Linked DNA regions of Rattus norvegicus: regions 1 and 2 are each linked to region 3. Evidence: chromatin contacts called from public Hi-C data. All regions are on one chromosome and are shown on one strand. Each heading gives the region's core, a stretch centred on a gene start, on an enhancer-like site or on the middle of the called end of the contact. The rest is flanking DNA. Distances are from core to core; before and after follow the strand shown. Region 1 holds the start of Lppos (LIM domain containing preferred translocation partner in lipoma, opposite strand). Region 2 has its middle 120 kb from the start of Lppos. Region 3 holds the start of Bcl6 (BCL6, transcription repressor).

Region 1 (5,081 bases), core at 51-2,550, 430 kb before region 3:
ATTGGAGAGAAGTTAACTCATTTTATAGTAGCCCTATGCATGTTCGCCCTTCCCCTAAAGCTTTTCTGAAAATTGGCTTGTGCAGGGGATAGTGAACCATTAAGTCACTAACATCTTTGAAAGTTTCACTGCAGAGGCAAATTTGCAAAGGGAGTGTATAGAACGGGAGAGTCACAGACAGGATCCACTGAGAGGTCTTGCCAGGACTTCCTTGTGGGGGAGGGGAAGCAGTGAACACCCCCTTCCTAAAGAAAAAGAGGGCTAGAGACATTTTACACTGTCCTGTCCAAGTACCCAAGCCACAACTCCACTGATATGGTCTCAGGTCATAGTCACACCCCAAGCCAGGAACAAAGTTCCAAGCCGGTCCACTCCCCACCCTTATTTAGCCTTCTCTAGTCTGCAGTTGCCTCCCTGACAAAAAAGGCCTTGCCTTTCTTAAGAAAACTCCCCACCCTTCAAAAAAGTCGATCACAGGCCCATGGAGATCAACATAAGAAAGTCTTTCCGCGAACTTCCAAAATAAATAAATAAAAAAACACAGGTCTCTGCTTTCTCTCCAGGATTTGGCCCTTCCTCCTTTGAGTCAGGTTAGGTCCCTGCATTCCAGTGAGCACTCCCAGAGGGCAAAGTCTGGCCTCTGTAACCTACAGTGCTTAAAAACAGTGGGGACTCCACAACCCCTTACAAAAAGATAATTAATTAATAAATTAAAATTTTAGGGGAAAAAAAAAGGCAATAGGGGAGTAAGGGTCCGGAGCCACCGATCTTAACCTGGCTCCACCTTCCAGGGATGACTTCCAGGAAAGCCCGCCTTTCGTTGCCTCGCCTGCCCTGACTGTAAAATGGGAAGACTCCGAGTCACTGGGTCCCTAGGCCCTTCCTGCGGTGACAACTGGGATTCCACGAAAGCTCGAAGCAGACGGGCGCGGCCCCGCCCCCTGGGCGCCCAGAAAGGCCCGGGTCGGGGTGCGCCGGGGACTCCCGCAGCCGCCCCTCCCCCACGGCTTGCACCCCGCTTCCCGGCCGGGGACCCGCACTTCCGCGGCGGGCCGTGCGGAGCAGGGCTACCCGCGCTCCCCGCCACCCTCTGCGGCCGGTCCCCGGGGGTCGGGGGTTCGAGAGGCGCCCGCGGGCCGAGACTACGGGAGGAAGCCTTTGCTACAATACCTGGGGGAGGAGGTGGACCGGGCAGCGGCGGCCGCGACGGCTGGAGGCGGAGGCTCGGGCGGAGGAGGAGGTGCCGGGCACTCCCCCTCCCATTGTCCCGGCCCGGCCCGCGGCCCGCAGCGGCCCGAGTCGCCCAGCCCGCGTCCTCTCCGTGCCCGGCCCCGCTGCTGGCCCTTACCTTGCAGCGGCCGGCTCTCCCCGCCGCTAACGCTACTTATCCCGGGAAAGCTCGAGCGGGCCCTGGGAGCGAACCCACAGACAAAAAGTGAAACTTCGGCAGCAGGCCGGGAGTGGCTGCTGGTTGGTGCTCTCCCCTCCTTCCTCCCCACCCCCTTCCCGCGGTCTCCCGTGCGGTGCCCTGAGCGCTGGAGGCTGACGTCAGGGGCCTGAATTCCTGACTTTGCCTGCACGCATTTGTCCATGTAAGGTATGGGGAGGCGTGTGCCCGCCGGCCGCCGCACTAGCCGGACGGGGAGGGGGCGCGGGGGGCAGCCGCGGCTCGAGGTGGGTGACCCTGGGCAGTGCACTTCCTGGAGGAGGGGACGCGGGGAGGGGAGCATGGGAAGAGGAAAGAGGGATCAGCCTCCACTGGAGGAAGAGGAAGGCGATGCAAGAGGAAGTCGAGAACCGGCACAACTCGGGTCCGTTCTGCAGACGACAGATTGGAAAGCTGAGCTTGAGCGAAGAGATCCTGCCATGGAACACCCCACCCCACCCCCCACCCCAAGAGCCTTGTGTGAGCCCCGCCCAGGACTCCAGCGGGACACAGAACTGCGGGATGGTGGAGAGCAACTTCAGTTCACTTCACACGGGAGAGCTCCGAAGATGCGAAGCTGGGACCTGACCCAGTCCTGCACCGTGCATATTTAGGATCCAAGCCAGTATTCTACTCCTAGCTGGGTTTCCGCCTCCAGGCAAGACCCAGGCTCCGGAGCTGTGAGCTCAGACCCAAGTTAGACCTAGGCAGATGACTTGACCACCCACTGAAGTGACTAACCCCAGTTCCTGGAAGGTTGTGGTTGACAAGCCTTGAGAAACAATGGCATTCGAGCGCTTCAGGGCAACTTCCTGTCCTTTGTTCAAAGATATGAACCTTTGGAGTTTAAGATTTGCTTCCCAACCCTGCCCTGCCAGAAAACCAGAAAGCTTGCTCTGTTCTTACAGCTTAAAAAAGAAAATACACCAACTGGGTGAACTGGTTTGAATAAAGACAGGCCTGTTCTTGGAAGGTTGGGTTCGGATATTTTGTCTTTGATATTTGTAAAAGTGAGCTATGATGAGAGCCCCATTTACTATGTTAAGATTCAGGCTGGGAGACATTGGAAGCCCTTGGGCCCTCAGTAGTGAAGGCTTTTAATCCCCGGCACAAGGGAGGTTTACATAGACCCTGTCACAAACTAAACAAAAACTAGACATTTGGTGTGTGTGTGGGTGTGGGTGTGTGTTTCTATCCTGTACCTACACAAAAGAAACGCCTCACAGCAGCCTCCCTAACAGCAACCTCAGTCTATGCTAATAACACGACCACCCATCCCGGTCTTTGGGTGGGTAGAATCTAAGGAAAATATGGTAACATGACCTGCCCAACACAACTGTCTGAGCAAGCTCCTGAACTCCCCACTCTCAAGACCTTCCACCACTACTTGGGCACTCACCTTCTGCAGCCTAACGCAGTCATGCAGACCGAAAGTACACCGTGAACTACAGGTGCAGGGAAGCTCTGTTAGATTTTGATGACCCTTACTGTCAAAGTCCATACTCTTGGACTTAACACTTCTCCTGCAGTCTTCAGATTCAAACACCTCCGGGGCCAAACTGCTTAACCTCTTTGTCCTCCCAGCTTACACACATTCCAAAGTAGGAATACGGCAGCAGAGAAGATCAAAACTGTGTATTCCACAAACTAATGAAATACGTTTCTCTTTATGATGAGCCTGATTTAAGATGGGAAACAGGTTCCTAGGGTTTCTCAAAGATCACAATTCATTGGCTCTGCCCTAAGCATTTCAGCCGATCCATGCCCCCTGGGCTACTACTAGTTAGTATAGGGGAAAACATCCATTGCTCACTTAGATATAATGGAGCTTGACCAGCATTGCTCACTTGCTTCACTCCCTTCTCGGTAACTCACTTATAAAGAATAATAGAGTTCTAATGAGGATTAATAAAATTTAATAAGGTATAATTAGAGTCATTCATTTCCTCAGTCATACACATTGAAAGAGTGCTGTGTTGATCCAGAAATGCTACTAATTATGTTGAAACTGTTCTCCGTGTTGGGGAAGATCACTTCTTCTAAAATACTGATGAATTGCTCCGGTAGGCATGGTGTTCGCAGGAGCAGTGTGGAAAGTTAATCACAAAAGAAAGTGGCAACTCATGAAGCCCTCACCTGGAGTGTAAGTGACAAAGTCATGGATGTTTGGTGACACGCTGGGCCATCAGGACTCCTAGCCCAACCAAAAGCCTCATTCCTCTTTGTTCTCCTTTCACGGTGTGCAAAGACTTGGGCAGGAAACCTTGGTAGATTTGCAAGCATGGTACAGTCTAAATGCTGGCTTACCATTGTGGAGAAGGAAGACGTACAGAATTTCAGAGGGTTGAAGGGTGCAGCCCTGTGGCCTCAGAAAGGCTCCAGGTTGGTGTGAAAGCCAACAGCAGCTATGTCACAGGCAGGCTGATTGATTTTGAAACCCCATTGCGTTCGTTACAGACCTATACCCGAAGGCCTCACCAAAGCTCATGACAGCCCTTTTTCTGGAGTCTGTGCCAGGCAATGTTATAAGGACTTGTCCCATGCAATTCGCTTAACCCACAAGTCCCGCTGAGGAACCAACATTATTCCAGGAGCTGGTACACGGGGAAACTAAAGCCAGAGGGGCTAAGCAGCTTGTTCTTCACAGTAGTGTTTGAGTACACTGAGCTTCCATAGTGAGCCCAGGAAGCCTGGCACCTCGCTTCCCACTGCTGGGTGACCATCTGCTCTCTGCGAGCATTCCGTTGTAAGAGCTCATAATCTACAGCTAGAGAAGGAGCACATAAGTGGCTACAGGAGAAATAGTAAGGGCATAATCGCCAGGGGAGACCAGAGGCCATATCGGTCTGATGGTGCTGAGATTCCTCAGTATGGTCTGCACAGGTCTTGGTGATTCGGCACCAACTTGAGCCTTCAAAACTGCATTTCTGCAGCCCTAAAGGGACCTCCAGCTGCAGCCCCCTGAAGTAAAAGCAGGCTCTGAAGCATAGCCTCTACTCCGTTTTTATCTCACAGGTTCTACGATCAGAAACCGTGTTCCCTCTCCACATACTCGGCAACCTGCAGGTTTCTGTGCAATGGCATCTTCCCTGAGGACCCCTTCTGTCCCTGTGCCACTCCGGACCACTCGTGGCTCTGTCTTTATGACCTCAGAACATAAGACACTGGGCCAAGCTGTTGTCCAATTTGTCTTTTCCTCCTACTTTACTCAGATTTTAATTGTATCCTAGAGTCCCCAACTCCTACATCGGTCATTTTAGGCATTCTGTGCTTTGAAATTGTCTTTCCTTTCTTCCTCTCCTCCCACCCCTGTGTGTTTATGAATCTCTGTGTAAACTTATGAGTAAGAGACAGGGAGAGGAGGAAGAAGGGAGGGAGGGAGAGAGAGAGAGAGAGAGAGAGAGAGAGAGAGAGAGAGAGAGATGCTCATGTTCAAAGGCAGAGGAATATAGAGAAGGAAGAAAGCCTGAGTGCTTAAATAAATAACTGGAGAACTACATCAAGAAATGAGATCTGAACCCAAGCAGGACAATGAGAAAGTAGAGAAACAATCTGGAGACCAAACATTCGGAAGTAACACCAAGACTAGCTCTCGGTGGGACACAGAAGAAGCTTCGGGCCTGAGTTACTTTAAAAGTATTGTGCAGGGGTTGGG
Region 2 (5,011 bases), core at 2,313-4,812, 310 kb before region 3:
TTATGGTTGGGTGTCACCATGAGGAATTGTATTAAAATGTCTCAGTGTTAAGAAGATTGAGAACCATTTCTCTAGACCTAAATACTCTTTAATCCTTACTTTTCCAAGATAAAAACATGGTTAGGGAACCAAACCATAACTCATGAGTCCCTTACAGGGAGGAGGAGATAGATGTAAATTCTGTTTTCTCTCTTCATAAACTGTTGTTTGGCTGACACTAAGGGAGTGCTGACAGAGTTGGCAACCTGACTTCTCCACCTGTATCTGCGTCCTGATGGATAATTTTATACACAACAGTCTTTCTTGGATTTTGGTTTCCTTAATTTCAATTTAATTCATTCTTAAGGCTTTAGTTACTCTTAGGCCTCAGGGGTTCTTTAAAAAAAGTCTGCTTTGAGTATTATAGTCAAGGAAGAAGAGAGAACTTTCTAGGTGCAAGGACCCTGCACAGAGCCAGTGTGTGTTAGTGAATTAATTGTCTCCCCATAAACATAGTCCAAGGGACAAGCACATGCCCAAACGTCCAGACACTGCATTTCTTTTTTCTTTTTTTTTTCTTTTCTTTTTTTCGGAGCTGGGGACCAAACCCAGGGCCTTGTGCTTGCTAGGCAAGCGCTCTACCACTGAGCTAAATCCCCAACCCCCAGACACTGCATTTCTACAGGGATCATTTTTTTATTTTTCTCTATGTCTTTTTAAAAAAAATCTAAGATGAGATTAACACTCTCTTATTACAGAAGACAAAACAGGTAGATGAGTCTTGCTACATACAGAGTTTTTTAAAGTTAGACTTCGGATTTAATGATGAAGAACAGTGTACAGCCAATTATTAGAGTCAGTAAAAGTAGCTAAGGGGACACTGTAGAAACAGAGTTTTTCTTTCCTTGAGGTCACTTTGTTTTTAAGACAGTGCTGGCTGAAACAGTGATCAGAGCAAGGCATGGACTCATTTTCTTGGTTCAGCCCTAGCCAGAACCATTTTGGTGTAATTACTAATAAAATAAATTTTGTCCACAGAGATGTTTCTGCATTGGCAATACATTGCCAGTTGTCCGAAACTGAAATATTGTTTTGTCTGGATTCTTCATTTTACTATTATGATTTTTAGACTTTATATTCACTTTGCTTTTTGAGAGCTGAAGATCCAAAGAAGAGAAATGACTTCCCAATTTTCTTATTCAGTTTTCCCAGAGCCAGCCCAGCTGCCAACGTCCTTGCCTTTTACCTGGGAAGGAAGAAGAAGAGACCATAGTGAGCGAATGCTTCTCTTCTCTTCTCTTCTCTTCTCTTCTCTTCTCTTCTCTTCTCTTCTCTTCTCTTCTCTTCTCTTCTCTTCTCTTCTCTTCTCTTCTCTTCTCTTCTCTTCTCTCTCTCCTCTCCTCTCCTCTCCTCTCCCCTCCCCTCCCCTCCCCTCCCCTCCCCTCCCCTCCCCTCCCCCCCTCTTCTCTTCTCTTCTCCTCTTGAAGTAATTCCTCAGCAGGAGCCAGCCCCACCCCCACCCCTCTCGATTTCCTGGAAAGTTATCAGTGATGGCATAGGTGTCAGTGGCTATGACAGAGATGGGGGTAAACATTACAGGAACCTAGAGAAGAAAGCATTTCGTGTTTTTTTCTGTAGTCAAGAGAACAAGCCCAGAGGGAGACACGCCGTCTATTAATGTAATTAGGTCTTGTTGGCACTGCCAGAGCCAGGACCCGCACCGACTTAACTCACTACCTTTGGAGGTGAATGTTGGAGGCATCCCCATTAACCTTGTCCAGCTGAGAAAACAAGTTCCTTTCAGATGATTGATTTCCTTTAGGCTCCCTACCTAAGCATCAGAAATGAGACTAAAGCTTCGTCTCCCTTTCCTTGCTAAACATTCCCCGTATTCCTTATTTCCTGCAGATCTAGCCAGCTCCAAGGCACTTCCAGTGCACCGTCCCCATAATAACTATAATAAGGTCTTCTTGACATTCAAGCAACTAAGTCCTGATGTTAGAACCCAAGGTAGATCTGCCTTCCCTTCTGAATTTGGCTCTGTGGATAATGGTGTTAGAATATAGTTCATGATCAGCTAGAGACTGTTCTACAAATGCCTTCTCTGTGTAGTAAGCATGTGGATGAAGGATAGGGTATTTTATCAGGAAAGAAGACCTTTGGCCTTAAAATAGTTTCTGGGATGTGAAGAGTAAGGATGGGCTGTGAACAGTATCTAACTGACCTGTGACTTACGGAATCTTATTTTAGAAAGACTTGTACTGTCAGACTGAAGTTCCTTATTTGGAACTCGCAACGTCCTAGAGCTGTAAGAATCCATCTTGAGAAGATATATAGGTTCATCCAACATCATAGATGCAGGATGGATGCAGAGTCAGGAACCCCAGAGAAGGTCTCAAACTGTAGTTGACCTATGAGGAAGGTACTTTTTCAAAGAGGAGAGGGTTCAGTTTTCTCAAATCCCAAATGTTGCAATAGCAATAATTAGTGTGGGGAAACTTTTAAAGCCACTAGATCTTCTTGTCTTTCTGTGAATGCTATGGTAACCTAGCATGTGTATGCAGAAGCAGGGCAGGAGACTTAGAAACCCCTTATCTATACACTGTGGTATCCCATGGCAACCATGGGCTTCAGGGTGTAAATGCAGGGCTAGTTGACTTTTAGCCTTCAACGCCAGGCCTCTGAGGCTGAATAAAGGTTTTTAGAGCTACAGGTTTCCTTTCCCTGGAGCTTATAGTCGGTCTGGATTTCAGAACACAGAACTGGACTGATGGGGCAAAGGTTGTGAGAACAGAACTAAGCGTAGAATCTGAGGTGAGAGCGTCCCAGTTCACCATGTTATATGAAAGTATCCTTCACGATGCCACCCGCCCGTGCACAAAACTTATTATTTTACAAACTATTGGCTCAACCACTGTGTCTTTTGGTATGTCTGGCGAACAGATATGGGTCTTTCATGAAGTACTATAAAAAAAAAAAAAAAAACCCCGGCAGGAGTATATGCAAATACTGGGAAGACAAAGCGAAATGACCCACCTTCCTCTCCCATAAGGAAGGGAGAGAAACCTCCATACAATAGGGGCCCTGTGACAATGATTCCCTAGGTGGATAAACAGGAGCCATCGGGGTAAAGAAAATAACACACCTGAAGCACAAACCCAAGAGAGCCCTTGTGTTTGAGAAATAACAGGGTGTGGAGGAATCTGGTCTTGTGGGTAGTAAATGTAGTATTAACTGAGATGTCCAGGCTGTAAGCTAACTGGCTAGGTTTCGAATACAGTGCAAAAAAATTGGACCCTAGGCCATTCGACACTTATTTTCCTTGAGAGGAAGCAGGCTCTAGAAGTCAGGACCTTTGCTAACGCCACACTTGTATGCAAGGTAACTCCAGGGCAGGCGGGAGCTCGGCCTCAACGCTGCCTTTTTGCTACCCTGTGCTGCCTCCAGCAGGCCTGAGCCACAGTCGGCCTTGCGTGGGAGAGGCCTCTGGGCTGTTTTTCCTGAGCCAGTGGGGCTGGCTCTGGCAGAGAGTGGAAGTGGGTGGGGTGGGGGCCGTGGAGCAGAGGAGGGGCCTGACAACAAGGGCTACATTCAAGGCCTGCACTGGAGCCGATGGAGGAGAATGGAAAGCTACAGTCTCTTGGAGCCATCCAGCCTTGGCAAGGCAGCAGGGGCCTTATAAGGAAATGTTGTTCCTTCTCAGCCAGTGGGACTGGGATAGAGCCCTAGGCCTGCAGGACAGAGCTGCCCTTGTGGTGGTAGGCTGGGGGAAGCTCTCAATGGGCCACTTCTGCAGGCTCAGCATTCCCTTTCAGCCTGGGGAACTGCAGCCCCCACTCCCTATACCCACCCACTCCTTAGTGCCCAGCGCTGACTGGAGGAAAGAGGAAAAGACAAAACAAAACAAAGACTTGGCAAGGTCCCCGGCCTCCTTGGTTTTTGACGCCGATTTACCCAGAAAACAGATCGAAATCAAACTCTGTCTTTTCCCTGATGGATACACAAGCAAAGAGATCTCTTGTTGACCTGCCGGCCTCTCCAGCACCTTGTCTCTCTGTGAACACAAGAATTAGCACCTGCCTTAGTCTGGTGCCCGAAGGGCAGGAGGCTGAGACACAGCAGGATGGAGCCTTATGCCCTGGTGAATTTACCTTTTCCAACTCTCACAAGAAAGCAGGAGGCTTTGGAACCCAGAGGAGAAGCAGCCGACTCACCTGTGCCAGGCAGGCAGGGAGGGCAGAAGTGCATAGAGGCAAAAGATAGACTATTCAGACACAAAGCTGACTCTGATTGGGTAGTGGCGGTAAGCATTGCCCAGCCCCTGGAAAGAGGCCTTTCTGCAGCCAGGCAAGGGGAGCCCAAGAAGACCCCACTCAAGTTAATATTGAACTTGCCAGTGGTATTGAAGCAGATGTGTAATGTGGCCTTTTGCTTTTACTGTTCAGACAGGCAGAGACCCATGAAATCCTGGAGCTAAGAGACTTTGAAACAACTTGCTTTCCCCCTAATGCTCCAATTCCCTTCCCAGCCTCTTTGGGGCACCACAGCCAACATGTGCATCTGTGACCATGCACTCAGTCTTTAAAGTCATTTGTCCAGAATCCACAGGTCACCCCTCTCCCCTCGCCCAGAGTGCCAGTCACTGTGGATCACTTACAGGATACAAAGAGGAATAAATCTCAGTGTGGGGCCATGAAAGGCAGCCTGGATCCTGGTTAAGCTAAGACTAGAAACCCCAGAGATCCTGAAGAGATGGTAAGCAGTTTGCCTGACTTCAGGAAACCAGGCCAGTCACTAGCCCAAAGCCCTCCATAGATTTGTGGCCATCAGTCATGTAAGGGCAATGCTCAAAGCCCCTCCACAAGCCACATAAACTCAAGACAGATCTCCCTTATAATGAGGTACCTAAAGGCCTGGAGGCTTAGCCAATGAACTTTTCCTTCCCAGACACTCCTGCCTGCAAAAGGTGTTTAATCTCAGGCCCACCTTGAGAAGTGGGGTACAGTTTTACTCATCCACTTTCCGCCATGAC
Region 3 (5,073 bases), core at 739-3,238:
GCCTGTGACATCATCTTTTGATGAAGCGGTGTTCGCCAACAACGGCATAGCTGTTACGGACCATTCCTCCGTACCCCATAAATCAGCAGTCTTCCAGAATTTTGCTTGCATCTCTATTTTTAAGCCCACATTTAGGGTTGTGGTCCACAGGTACTCATTAGAAATTAATATGTGGAGATGTTTTGCGAATACTTAAGAACCCCTCTGTGATTTAACGAGCCACTTGAAGGACTTTCACAGCTAAAGCCCAGAACAGCCTGACCTTTGAAAGCGTCTTTTGCTCCAAACACTTTGGGTTCATTCTAATTCTTAAGGAATCTGAATATTATTTAGCTCACACCCTTCTTGCAAGAGACAGACATAAAAGAAACAAGAGTCTCACTCATCCAAGGATGAGTAGGAGGGCAAAAACCCCAACCAACATTTAAATAGGGAAACTGGCAGCTATGAACAAACAAACCAGGGCCCACAGTGAAAGGATTCTGCCCTGCACTCGCCTTTTAAAATAAAGGAAGAAAGAAGGGAAAGAAAGATCCCCCCCTCCTCCCCTCCTCAGCTCTGCTCCAGAGCCTAGAAGACCTGGCTGCGTGCAGTGCGCCTAGTTGTAGCACAGCCTGTACTCAATACACGCAGTATCTGTGAACCTGGCAACCAAGCCTTTAAATTCCCTCAGGCTGATCCCTTCAACACATACTGAAAAGATTTTTTTTTCTTTCTCCGACGACCTTGAAACGAACCCATGGGGGGGTTTAAAAAAAAAAAGAAAAAAAATGTCCAAGACCTTAAGAAAATAACAAAATATAAACATGTATTTGGCTTCACAGAATGTTGTAGCAGACAAACGTCACGCGTTCCCACACACACATTTCTAGCATCAAGAAATTTCCTCAGAGTCGACAGTAACAGAGTAAACCCACCACTTGCTGTCCTGGAAAGAAACAAACCAAACCAAACCAAATCCCTTTACATCTCTTTCAAGTGCAGTAAAGCTTCCCTTTAGTAAAGTCCAAGACTTAAAGGAAACTGCACCAAGGGCGGCTGGGGGGTGGGGTGGGGGGGATATTGGAGGTTGGGGTTATAGGTGGCCAAAAACATAAGCTTCTGTCAATGGTATTAGGCTGAAATAATGCATCTTTTAAATGCCTGAGAGATTCAGAGACAGAGACAGAGAGAGACAGAGAGAGAGAGGAGACAGAGACAGACAGACAGACACACGCAGAGAGAGAGAGAGAGAGAGAGAGAGAGAGAGAGAGAGATACAAAGACAATAAAACCAACGTATGACAGTTCCTACGATTTACATAACACCACAAACTTGCAAAAGGCAAAAAACCAGACAGAAGCGGAAAAAAGAATAAACCCTAAATCATTAAAATACAACAAGGAGCATCCCCAAGCCACCATCCCAAAAGGAGCCCCCCCCCCCGCAACATACTTTGTCCCAAATAAAAAGAAAACAAATGAACCCACCGAAAACTGCTTGGCAAATATTTTTCTCGTGGTGCCTAATATTCTAGCTGGAAAGAGCTGTGGTATTTATTGTTTTCTCCCTCACTCGCCTCTCTAAACCTGCCTCTAACATACTGGTTCTAACAGCTCAAATCTCTGGCTCCCTTTTGTGTATTTAGCTCGAGGAGCCGAGTTTATGGGTAGGAGAGGAAGAATTAGCCCCAGACCCCGGGAAAGCGAAGCGCACTCCCCCTCTTATGTCACCGAATAGCAAATTAGTTCTCAGAATTCCAGAGGCCGAGCTTTGCTACAGCGAAGACGCCGACGTCACGGAGGAGGAGTCCACGTGACGGCGGCGGAGCGGGCCGTTCCATCGGTGGCCGGGGGCAGGGAGGGTCGCCTTGTAGTCGCGCGCGCCCCCCATGGGACCCCCGGTGTTCCGAGCGGCAGTGCTGCGGGAACCCCAATCCACATCGTAGGGCGCCGAGCGGCGCGGCCCCGAGGCATTCTACGGGCCGGGAGGGCGCCACGGCGCGCGGCGCTGCCACGGAGTCCTCCCCTGCTGTGGAGCAATGGTAAAGCCCGCAGCTCAAATTCCGAGAATTGAGCTCTGTTGATTCTTAGAACTGGGGTTCTTAGAAGTGGTGATGCAAGAAGTTTCTAGGAAAGGCCGGACACCAGGTGATTATTGCTGTTGCTGCCGCCGCCGCTGCCGCTGCCGCCGCCGCCGCTGTTGCCGCTGGTGCCGCTGCCGCCGCCGCTGCTCATGATCATTATTTTACCTTTTAATTCTTTTTTTTCCGCTTTTGCCAAATGCTTTGGCTCCAAGTTTCCTATGTGTATCTATTGATATAAATGTATCTATTTATTGATTCTAGCTGTCAGGTGTTAAAATAAATGCCGAAGACCAGCCCCACGTCTCTCCCACTGTAGGATCTAGCTTTACGCATACGTATTCTTCTTTTTTGCTGTCTTGGAGCGCCTCGGCCGCCTCGGAGAGGCTGTGCCGCCCTGCCCGGTGTTGTTTCGGTGTTTGGAGACGCAGGGGCGCGGGGCGGCGGGCGCTGGGCTGCGCGGCCTGGGAGCGCGGACCGCGGCGGCCCCGCCGGCTTCGCGCGGCTTGGCTTGCTTTCTCTGCTCGCTTGCAAACTGCCTTCCCCGCCGCTGCCTCCCTCCCCGCTCAGTTCTCCCGGTGCCCGCGTTGGCGGCCGTCCACCGGCCCCGGCCCCGCACAGTCCCTGCCTTGCACCCGAGCCGGGAGTCAGCAGGGGGAATGCAAGCCAACTCCTCGGCTGGTTGTTTTATTTTCCCTTTTCTTTTTGGTCATAAAGCCAGATGAAGTATCGTGTCTGTAGTTTCCTTTGAGAGCCGTGATCTTCCCAAGGAGAGACAGTGTTTTGGGGAGGCTTCGCTTGCACGGGGGGCGGGGACGTTGAATACTTTGAAAATTATTCTTTCTTGGTTGGAGTCGAGGCAGTCGGGAACCCGGGTGCGCTCGGTCTGCCCAGCCCGAGGAAGGAGGCTTGAAGGCGGGACAGGGATTTGGGGGGTGGGCGGGAGAGGGGTGCGCGGTTTTTTGCACCTGCGGCGCTTTCAGCGTGCGGGACCCGGAGGGTCTTGGCCAGCCAGCCCAGAGCTCCGGGGAGGTGGCGGGATTTCTGGCGGCCGCGGTGTTTGTATTTTGGGTGCTGCGTGACTGTATTGGCTCTCAGCGGTAGTTCCCTCCCTTTCCTAAATTTAATTTCATTTTTCCCCCTTGGTGCAAGCTGTGTAAAATAAATAAATAAAAAGCAGCTATGGCCCTGGGTATAGCGGACGCCACGCTTCAGACTCCCAAGGTCCTTATTTTTGGGCGAAGGAAGAAAAACAGAGCCCCAGCCTGCGTTCCTGATTTGCAAGATCAGGGAGGAAAGAAGGGGGCACTTTGTGATTCTGGCTGAGGGACTCTGGACGGGAGGAGCGGGTGCGAAAGGGAGATCTTTGTGAGTTATTTTGCAAAAACAGATTGCGAGGTTGGTTGGATTTGCAACCTGTGGCTCTCCTCGAGGGAGTAGGAATGGGGAAAAGCGGCGGCGGCGGCCCGGGGCGGGAGTGGGTTGGGAGTTGGGACCTAGGAAATCGGCTGCCTGGGGGGCAGCGGTAGCTAGAGGCCACCCCTGCCGGAAACGGTGAACGTTAAATGTCTTGAGAACTGAGGGTTGCGTTGCCTGTATAGTACCGTGTTATTGGAACCCTAGCGAGAAATTGAGCTAATGTTGCAAAAATGAGTTTTAAAAGTCCCCCATGAAAACAACAGCACCAAACAATATTTTTTAAGAGTGAAATAAATAACCTCTGTGTTGTGCTCCCTCCCACAGGGATTTAGTTTTTGTGCTAGGGGTAGTGAGAAATGACCTCAAACCGGGCGCTGGAACTCCAAAGCGATTCACAGGGTCCTTGACTGCAGTAGAGACAAGCATCGCACCCCACCCCCTAAGAAGTGATTTTTATCTCTGCCCGTTTTCTTTTTTTCAAACATTGTCTAGTTCTCGGAGGAAAATATTGCAGTGCCAGTGGATATTACTATCCGAGAGAGAGAGAGAGAGAGAGAGAGAGAGAGAGAGAGAGAGAGAGAGGAGAGAATGGAAGAAGGGCAAGAGAGAGGTATCCTCTCGGAAAAGACTGTTTAGAAATACAGTTTGTGGCTCCGAGCTATGCCGCTGGCTTCCCCTGCAGATCGCTGGTTTCCCTTTTTCTTTTCGAGGTGTGTGTGTGTGTGTGTGTGTGTGTGTGTGTGTGTAATAAACAACTTTAAAATAGGGGAAGGGGGCAGCGTGCTCTACCCGGAGACAGGTATCTATTTTGCTTACAATTTACTACCAAGAGCCTTTGGCAGGCACTTGAGCAGGAGGACCTCATAAGCCTGCAGACCAAGTTGAAGTTCATCTGGCCCTAGTCCACATGCTATTCCTGGAGGTAGCAAACATGAGCTCAAAGGAGTTAGGTGAAATCATATTCCTCTTTATATATGGATTTTAATAAAAGAAGGAAAGGTATTTGTCCCCGGGGGAAGAGAAAGTGGAGAGAAAACACCAGGAGATGGGTATCCCTCTTGCTAAAATGACTGCAGTTGAGTCCTGAGGCCAAAATAGAAAGCTGTAGATGGACACCTCCCCGCCCCCCAGTTTATAAATAGAAGTTTCCAGTATCCTATTTGGAAGAATTTCTTTTCTAATACTTCAGGGCGTTGGGTGATTTTAAGGATCTGTTGGTAGTGACAATAAGGCTAGATGCTGTTCAAGACAACCAAGTGACTTGAGCAGAGACAACCAGGAAATGGGTATTCACGAACTACTCTCTTCCTCCCCTCACTTTTGAAGGGTTTACAGGACTGTTTTCTTGAAAAGACTAATTTATTCCGGCCTTAGTGGTCAGGAATGGCATCCTAAATTTCTAAGTTGTCCTTTGCTCAGCCCTGAGGAGTTCCAGTTATGGGTTGAGTAAATGCCATGACTAGATGTCAAAATCTTTCCTTCCCTCTGTCCCCTGCTGGGGATATCCCCCCCTCTGTTGTGAAAAAAGAGAGAGAGAGAGAAAAAAAAAAAACCACCCTTAAGTTTCAGGGGAGGTAGTGCGGCAGCGCCAC

Evidence for each region. A called contact is a pair of places that touch in the nucleus more often than the background predicts.
Region 1: a contact with region 3 is called in a Hi-C map of hepatocytes, with 4 times the contacts expected there. The contact joins the promoter of Lppos here to the promoter of Bcl6 in region 3. A contact is called at or near these places in 9 of 12 Hi-C or Micro-C datasets (the A7r5 cell line, the Rat2 cell line, Schwann cells and 5 more) and 1 of 1 datasets of contacts at active chromatin or transcription factors (oligodendrocytes).
Region 2: a contact with region 3 is called in a Hi-C map of Schwann cells, with 5 times the contacts expected there. The contact joins the enhancer-like site here to the promoter of Bcl6 in region 3. A contact is called at or near these places in 3 of 12 Hi-C or Micro-C datasets (Schwann cells, frontal cortex and mammary epithelial cells) and 1 of 1 datasets of contacts at active chromatin or transcription factors (oligodendrocytes).

Annotation. Positions count from the first base shown.
Region 1 is chr11:89,928,799-89,933,879 of GRCr8, forward strand. It overlaps Lppos (LIM domain containing preferred translocation partner in lipoma, opposite strand), which reads left to right and starts at 1,301. Exons shown (of 2, transcript NR_132630.2): 1 at 1,301-1,597; 2 at 1,825-2,398. It also overlaps a transcript of Lpp not described here.
Region 2 is chr11:90,048,484-90,053,494 of GRCr8, forward strand. No RefSeq gene overlaps it. Among named protein-coding and RNA genes, the nearest start is that of Lppos, 120 kb to the left of the region's middle. Within about 2 kb of position 3,563, at least 66 of the 93 cell types and tissues checked have an H3K27ac peak or open chromatin away from gene starts, as enhancers often do. A contact at or near this core is called in Schwann cells, where this site is marked.
Region 3 is chr11:90,356,765-90,361,837 of GRCr8, forward strand. Bcl6 (BCL6, transcription repressor) reads left to right here and starts at 1,989. Exons shown (of 10, transcript NM_001107084.1): 1 at 1,989-2,129. LOC120095689 (a long non-coding RNA gene) reads right to left here and starts at 1,888. Exons shown (of 3, transcript XR_005491443.1): 1 at 1,470-1,888.